2 separate regions of the Zea mays genome follow, and region 1 is linked to region 2. Evidence: chromatin contacts called from public Hi-C data. All regions are on one chromosome and are shown on one strand. The core of a region is the stretch at or near the end of the contact, and the rest is flanking DNA. Distances in the headings are between cores, read along the strand shown. Region 1 holds the start of LOC100275635. Region 2 holds the start of LOC100191430.

What was found. Hi-C and Micro-C count contacts between places; a contact is called where the count stands out from the background.
Region 1: a Hi-C map of ear shows a contact between it and region 2, with 2.3 times the contacts expected there. The contact joins the promoter of LOC100275635 here to the promoter of LOC100191430 in region 2. A contact is called at or near these places in 6 of 25 Hi-C or Micro-C datasets (ear, endosperm, leaf and 1 more).

Annotation. Positions count from the first base shown.
Region 1 is chr1:293,014,163-293,017,442 of Zm-B73-REFERENCE-NAM-5.0, forward strand. It overlaps LOC100275635, which reads left to right and starts at 2,020. Exons shown (of 3, transcript NM_001149682.2): 1 at 2,020-3,280. The coding sequence starts at 2,370.
Region 2 is chr1:292,773,129-292,776,120 of Zm-B73-REFERENCE-NAM-5.0, forward strand. It overlaps LOC100191430, which reads right to left and starts at 1,525. Exons shown (of 2, transcript NM_001136863.1): 1 at 4-1,525. The coding sequence starts at 1,327.

The DNA of each region.
Region 1 (3,280 bases), core at 770-3,269, 240 kb after region 2:
CGCACAGGCACATACCTAGTGACCATATAAAGGCAACGACTGTGCAAGTAAACCATCTGGTCCATTAGATTGTGATCCAACGTAGGTCACATTTAACACTTAAACCCTTCCACTACCAGCTCAATAATCTTTATAACAAACCATGATTGTATATGTGGTTGGATCGTAATCTAATGGACCAGATGGTTTGCTTATACGTTTGCAAAGAATGACTGCTTGCATAGTTGCATAGCAGTCGTTGCCCCCATATAAAATAGGGAGACGTTAAAAAAACTTTTCTACAAGCGGCTGTGTAGCATACTTTCGTGTCCATCTAGCGATGATCATGTGGTTTGTCGATTTTAGGTTAATTATCTATTTAGATCATGTTAGAGCAGAAAGAAACAAACAACTATCGATCATTGATAGATAGAGCCTAAATCTTAAATCAGGCTACAAAGCCGCATCCCTACCACTAGCCGTAGAGAACTTTTTTTCCTGTGAAATAATGAAATTAGGAAAGCCTAGAGCCTCCGCACAGGTCGTTGTACGTGTTATTTGAAAACCGTCCTAACGTGGCGTTACAAATGTTGATCTTATCCCGTTTGTTTAGAGCAATAACCTAAATACAACAGGCTAGAAAAACTTACCGAGGGGGAAAAAATATATATATAACAACCTAATCTGCCGAACCAAGCAACCGAGGATAAATACACCAGAAAGAGATATCTCAACACCCTCGTGTCATGGCTGTACTGAACCGTTTTGCGTTCACTGTATCAAGTGGTCATCATCAATAGACGATGTGTGGACGAGGACAGATGTGCGGAAAGCACAGAGCTGAAATTAGCATAAACTAGACCGGCCTTGCTTTCGAACTTGATGCAGGATTCAGCACTAGTCATCAATCAGCGACAAGCCGTGTTAGGTACGGCGGCGCCACCATCGACCGATCCGTCGGCTTTAGGGCTATCTTTAGTCCAGCTTTTATAGGTTCAGAATTCAGAAATAAACTAGCTCCATTTTATAGTGGTAGTTCGTGATAAAAAAAAGAAGAGAACCTGGCCTAATCCAGTAATAACGTGCACAACCGTCGTCAACGCGGAGACCTGTCTGATGTCCGCGACGAATCATTGATCCACCCCGGAGAGGGGAGAAGCAACGAACGACAACCGGAGCGGCGGGCGACCACACGAGATGACTAAACACAGCAGTTTCCGCGCCGTTTCCGTCGCCGAACTGCTAAACTTGGGCCAATCATAGTATTTTTGCAGTTTTGAAACAATACTATATTATTTGATGTGATGATACTATAGTATTTGAGCTCAAAAGGTGTTTGGTTTGTATAGTCAAAACTCAGTTTTAAATACCATGGTTTACCCAAAACTGTGGTATTTTTGGAGTTTTCGAAACTCTACTCATGACCTCGGTTTTTTTCTCTTCTCTCTACATATACTTTGTTTTTTCAATAAAACCAAACAGATCTCGGTTTTGAACAATACTTTAGTTTTACTATGGTAAAGCAATACCGTAGTATTTTTGTCATGTACCATTGTAAACTATGGTATCTCAAAACAAAACTACAGTATTTCAAAATTGCATTTTCAAATTTGTTTACGAACATGTACGAACTACCTAACACTCGTCAGGTACTCGGAGTAGGAGTACGACTCGTGTCGTATTCCATTCCACCTGCAAATGGCCGGAAAAAACGATACGTGGCCAGATACTGTTTGCTGCCGCCGGCGACGTGAAATTCGCACCGGATTCTTTACCCCGCACGACTTTCCGCTGTTAGAGCTAGTTTGTAAGCTTTCTAAGGAATTTTTATTTTCTCAAGAAAAAATAAATTAATTTTTCTTAAAAAAATGAAAATCCCATAAAAAATTAGAATTCTCAAAATAGTCGTGGCCGTCCACACTGCACACACTACCAGCTCCGACTCCGTGCAGGTGCAGCCGCCCCTTTCCCCGGAATCGTCTATTCGATGTGCTCGTCTGACCTCCCTCCTCTCCTGCTGGCGCCCTCGCTTTGCTTCCAATGGGACGGAAAGGAAGGAAACGGTTTGTGTTTGGCGTAAACGGCGACGTGGAAAGCTCACCCGTATACTACAGTAGCAGAATAACGCAATGCGATGGAATCCATCTACTCTCACCAATGCCCAATCACATCTCGACTTGATGCTGCCACCTTTTCCTAATCCAGCTGCTCCAGCCTAGCTCACGTCGCTTCCAACAGACGCCACCAGCCACCGCGCCATCGTCTCAGTGTCACAGCAGGAAGCCGCGCTCCCGCCAGCCGTTAGCTGCTCCCAACAGCGGCGGGATCAGGGCTTGCGATTTGGCAGACGCGAGTCCCCCCACCCCCCCGGCCGCTTACTTCATGCCTCCATGGATCCGGTCGCGGACCCGTCGCCGTCGCGGCGGTCCCTGAAGCGGAGGCCGCCGGCGCGGTCGCCGGAGCTGTCGCCCAAGTCGGGTCCGGGGGCAGGAGAGGCGGCGGCGGAGGGGCTGATCCGGCGGGTAGAGGAGCTGGAGGCGGCGGCGGCGCGGCTGCGCGGGGAGAAGGAGGCGGCGGAGGACGCGGCGCGGGGCCTGCGGCAGGAGCTCGACGCCGAGCGGGCCTCCGCGGAGACGGCGGCCAGCGAGGCCATGCTCATGATCGAGCGCCTGCAGCGGGAGAAGGCCGCCGCGCAGATGGAGGCCCGCCAGTTCAAGCGCTACGCCGAGAGCCGCGAGGACAGGGAGCGCGAGGTCCAGGAGGAGCTCGCCTCGCTCTCCGACCTCGCCGCCTCCTACCACTCCCGCCTCCAGTCCCACGGCATCGACCCGGACTCCTTCACCGACGACGACGATGACGAGTCGTACTCGTACGAGGAGGTGGGCGCCGAAGACGTGGAGCAGATCGGCATGGCCGCGCTGCAGGTGGAGCGGAACGTTCGCGACTCGGGCAGTGGCATGGAGGTGAAAGCCATGGTCGTTGGCAATGACCGCGGGGAGGACGAGGAGGATGCCGACGCCGACGCCGACGACGCGGAGGAGCCGTCGTCCCCCGTGGAGAAGGAATTCGAGTATACGGTGGATGTTACCTGCGCGAGTACAACGAAGCCAGCTACGTCTGTGGTTGCACAGTACGTGGGGGACGGCAACTCGGGGGGGCTGTATGCAAGGGTCGAGGCGCTGGAGGCGGACAGGGCGGCCCTGCGGAGGGAGATCTTCGCTCTGCGGGCGGAGAGGGCACAGCTGGTGATGGCCAGGGAGATGGCGCGGCGGCTCTGCTGGGAGATGGTTGCTGAGCAGAG
Region 2 (2,992 bases), core at 275-2,774:
GACCTCGCCGGAGCTTGATCTTCTTCTTGTGGGTGACGATGGCGGGAGGCTTCCTGTTAGGGTCGGCTGTCTGCGTGGCCTTGGTGTCGTCCGGCGCGAACAGCACGGCGTCGATGCCCTGCACGGAGATCCTCCCGTCGGTGTAGATGTCCGGGTCGAAGAGGTAGGCGGAGCCCTCGCCCTGGCCGAACTTGACGGAGCCGTCGGCCTCCCGCGCCACGACCTTGTGCGGCAGGCGCAGCGTGTCGTAGCGCACCTTGCCGAAGCGGCGCACGGCGTTGTACATGGACTCCTCGGTCTGGTACTCGGGGATCATGTGGTAGTAGAGGATGTTCTCGGGCGAGCCGGGCTCGCTGAGCTGGTCCGTGGTGAGGCGCGCCATGGCCTCGTCGTTGGGGGCGAGCACGGTGAGGACGTAGCCCTCGGAGACGAGGCGGCCCATCTCGGTGGCGAGGGAGGTGAGGTTGACGAGGATGTCGGCGAGCTCGTTGTAGCCGCCGTAGAGGAGCAGCGTCTGGATGAAGTCCTTGACCTGGCTGTGGCCGTCGAAGTGGTGCTTCCCGGAGCCCGGGCCAGGCGCCGGCGCGGGGGCGATGGAGGGGCCGGGCGCCATGGCGTCCCAGACCGGGAGCACGGGGGGCGCGCCGGGGGCCACCGGCGGCGCGGGCTTCTTGAGGCGGTGCGTCCTGGGGTCCACCTCGGGCGCGCCCGTGGGCAGCACGGCCGAGATCGCCGCGAGGCTGCGGCGGCGGTTGAAGTCCTCCTGCACGGAGCGCGGCACGAGGAGGCGCTCGATGCCGTGGATGACCCCGTCGGGCCTGAGCACGGCGTCCGGGCGCGTGACGGCGGCGTGGCCGACGCGCATGCCGGCGCCGAGCTCGACCTCCTCGCCGGACAGCGTGGGGTGGGACGCCGCGGGCCAGGAGTCGGAGGGCAGGCGCGAGGGGAGGACGTGGTAGAGCAGCAGCGCCTGCAGCGACCTGAGGTTGCGCGGCTCCAGCAGGAAGCGCTTGAACTCCGGGTCCAGGTCCCGCTCCAGCGCCTCGTTCCGCGGCGCGAAGATGGTGACGTTGTGCTTCCCGACGGCGTCCTCCAGCGTCTGCAGGAGCAGCGCCTTCTCCACCAGTTCCGCCAGCTCCGTGTAGTGCGAATCCAGCAGCGCCACCAGCACGGAGTTGGAGTTGACTCCGACCGCCGCTGCGCCGGTAGCGCCGGAGCCGGTGGCTGGCAATGTGGGTTCCTGCGGCGCCGTCTCCTCGGGCGCCGCCCCTGCCCCCACCAGGAGCAGGAGGAACAAGGCGAGGGCGCCGTGCACCGGCGCGCCCATGCCTGCGCGCGCGGCCTCTGCTCCCTGCGGATTGCCCTGCCTCCGCCGCCGCTCGGTGGGTGGTGCGTGCTGCGCTGCGGCGTCTAGCGCTCTTGTGCCTAGCTAGGTCGATTTGTTGGTTGGGGAAGACAGCGAGGGAGTAGTAGTAGCTAAATGGAGGTGGGTATTGTGAGCCTTTCTTTTGTGTGTGTGTGTTTTTTCCTGCTTTGTAGTATGGACTATGGAGAGAGAGAGAGAGAGAGAGAGAGAGCAGAGTGAGGCGTGCGACTGTGTGTGTGTGAGAGCTTGCTTATCAGTGAAGAGAGAGAGAGAGGATGGAGGACAGGTCGGGGAAGCAGAGCCAAAGCCAAGCTAGCCAGCCGACGGAAGGAGCGAGAGAGACGTGAGACGCGGTGTGGTGGGTGGGGACAGCGAGAGGGCACAGGCTGGCATGCGGGGCCGGACGGAGGGAAGTGTCGGTGTGCCCAGCTGCAGCGCACACAAGGTTCGCGTGTGCGTAAGCAGGAAAATGGCGAGAGTCGCGAGACGCAATGGTAAGGTGAAGGGCGTCGGGCCGTGTCTCTCTGCGGGCCAGGCAGCCCAGGTAGCCGCCGGAGAGCCCCCAGGCCGCATGCGGGCGGGTGGGCGGGCGCGGCAACCCCGCGGTTTTCGTCCCCGGCGCGCGAGCATTTCTGCCGTTTTCGGGCGCTTTTCACGGTGCCCGCCGCGTTTTTTCGAGCAGGCGATGAGTACCGTCGCCACGGATTTATGTGTCTGACTACTCATCAATACTCAGGTCGTTCGTCGGCGTATGAGATTTTGGGCTGAGAAGGCAGCGGTCAGAAGTTTTGCGCAGCATGTCTCCAAGCAAAACGCCGTCCGTCTTCCTGTAAGGCCTAAAAGGTGTATAGAAAAAAAATATAATAATAATAAAATAAAAATATGAGGTAATAAAATAGTAAACTTAAATTACATTTGAGTATGGGAATTTGAGGACTCAATTTTGGAAACCAAGAAATATTTTAGAAAAGAATTAATAGAAAAGATTCCTATCCAACTAAATAATTATGCATATCATCAAATAATGCACCATAATCCTTTATTTACATGAATAATAAATTTGAAGTAACTTTTACTCCCTATTTCACAAGCAAAATACTATTTTCCTAAAATGAAAGAAGGCAATATGAGTGTGCTTTATAGTTCAAACGTTTAGCAAACAAATAAATTAATTAGAATAAATATGTATACCTAATGTATCATGTTGGAGTTCATTCGATTGTGCATTGAATAATAACACTAGTACCAATAAAAAAATATAATAATGAATTGAGATTTGAATTGGAACCCAAATTAACATTGGGATTAAAAATAGAAGGAGAAAAATATTACACAATACAAAAAAAATTATAAATAAATAAATTTATTCTATAAGTAGTATGATCAAACTATACACCTAAATGTTGGGTACAGAATGCGCCACAAATGCTTGAATTCAAGTTTGAAATTCAAAAGGAGAATAATACAAAGGAAAACTAAAAACAGAAAAGGAAATAAACAAATCTGGCTGCGATTGGGCCGATTGTTCTTCAGTCGGCCCATTTCTCCCTCAGCCGTGCGGCCCAACAACCATCCAACTAGCCCACCAGCGCTTCCACAGCGCCAAGCCGCCAACCCCAGCCGCCA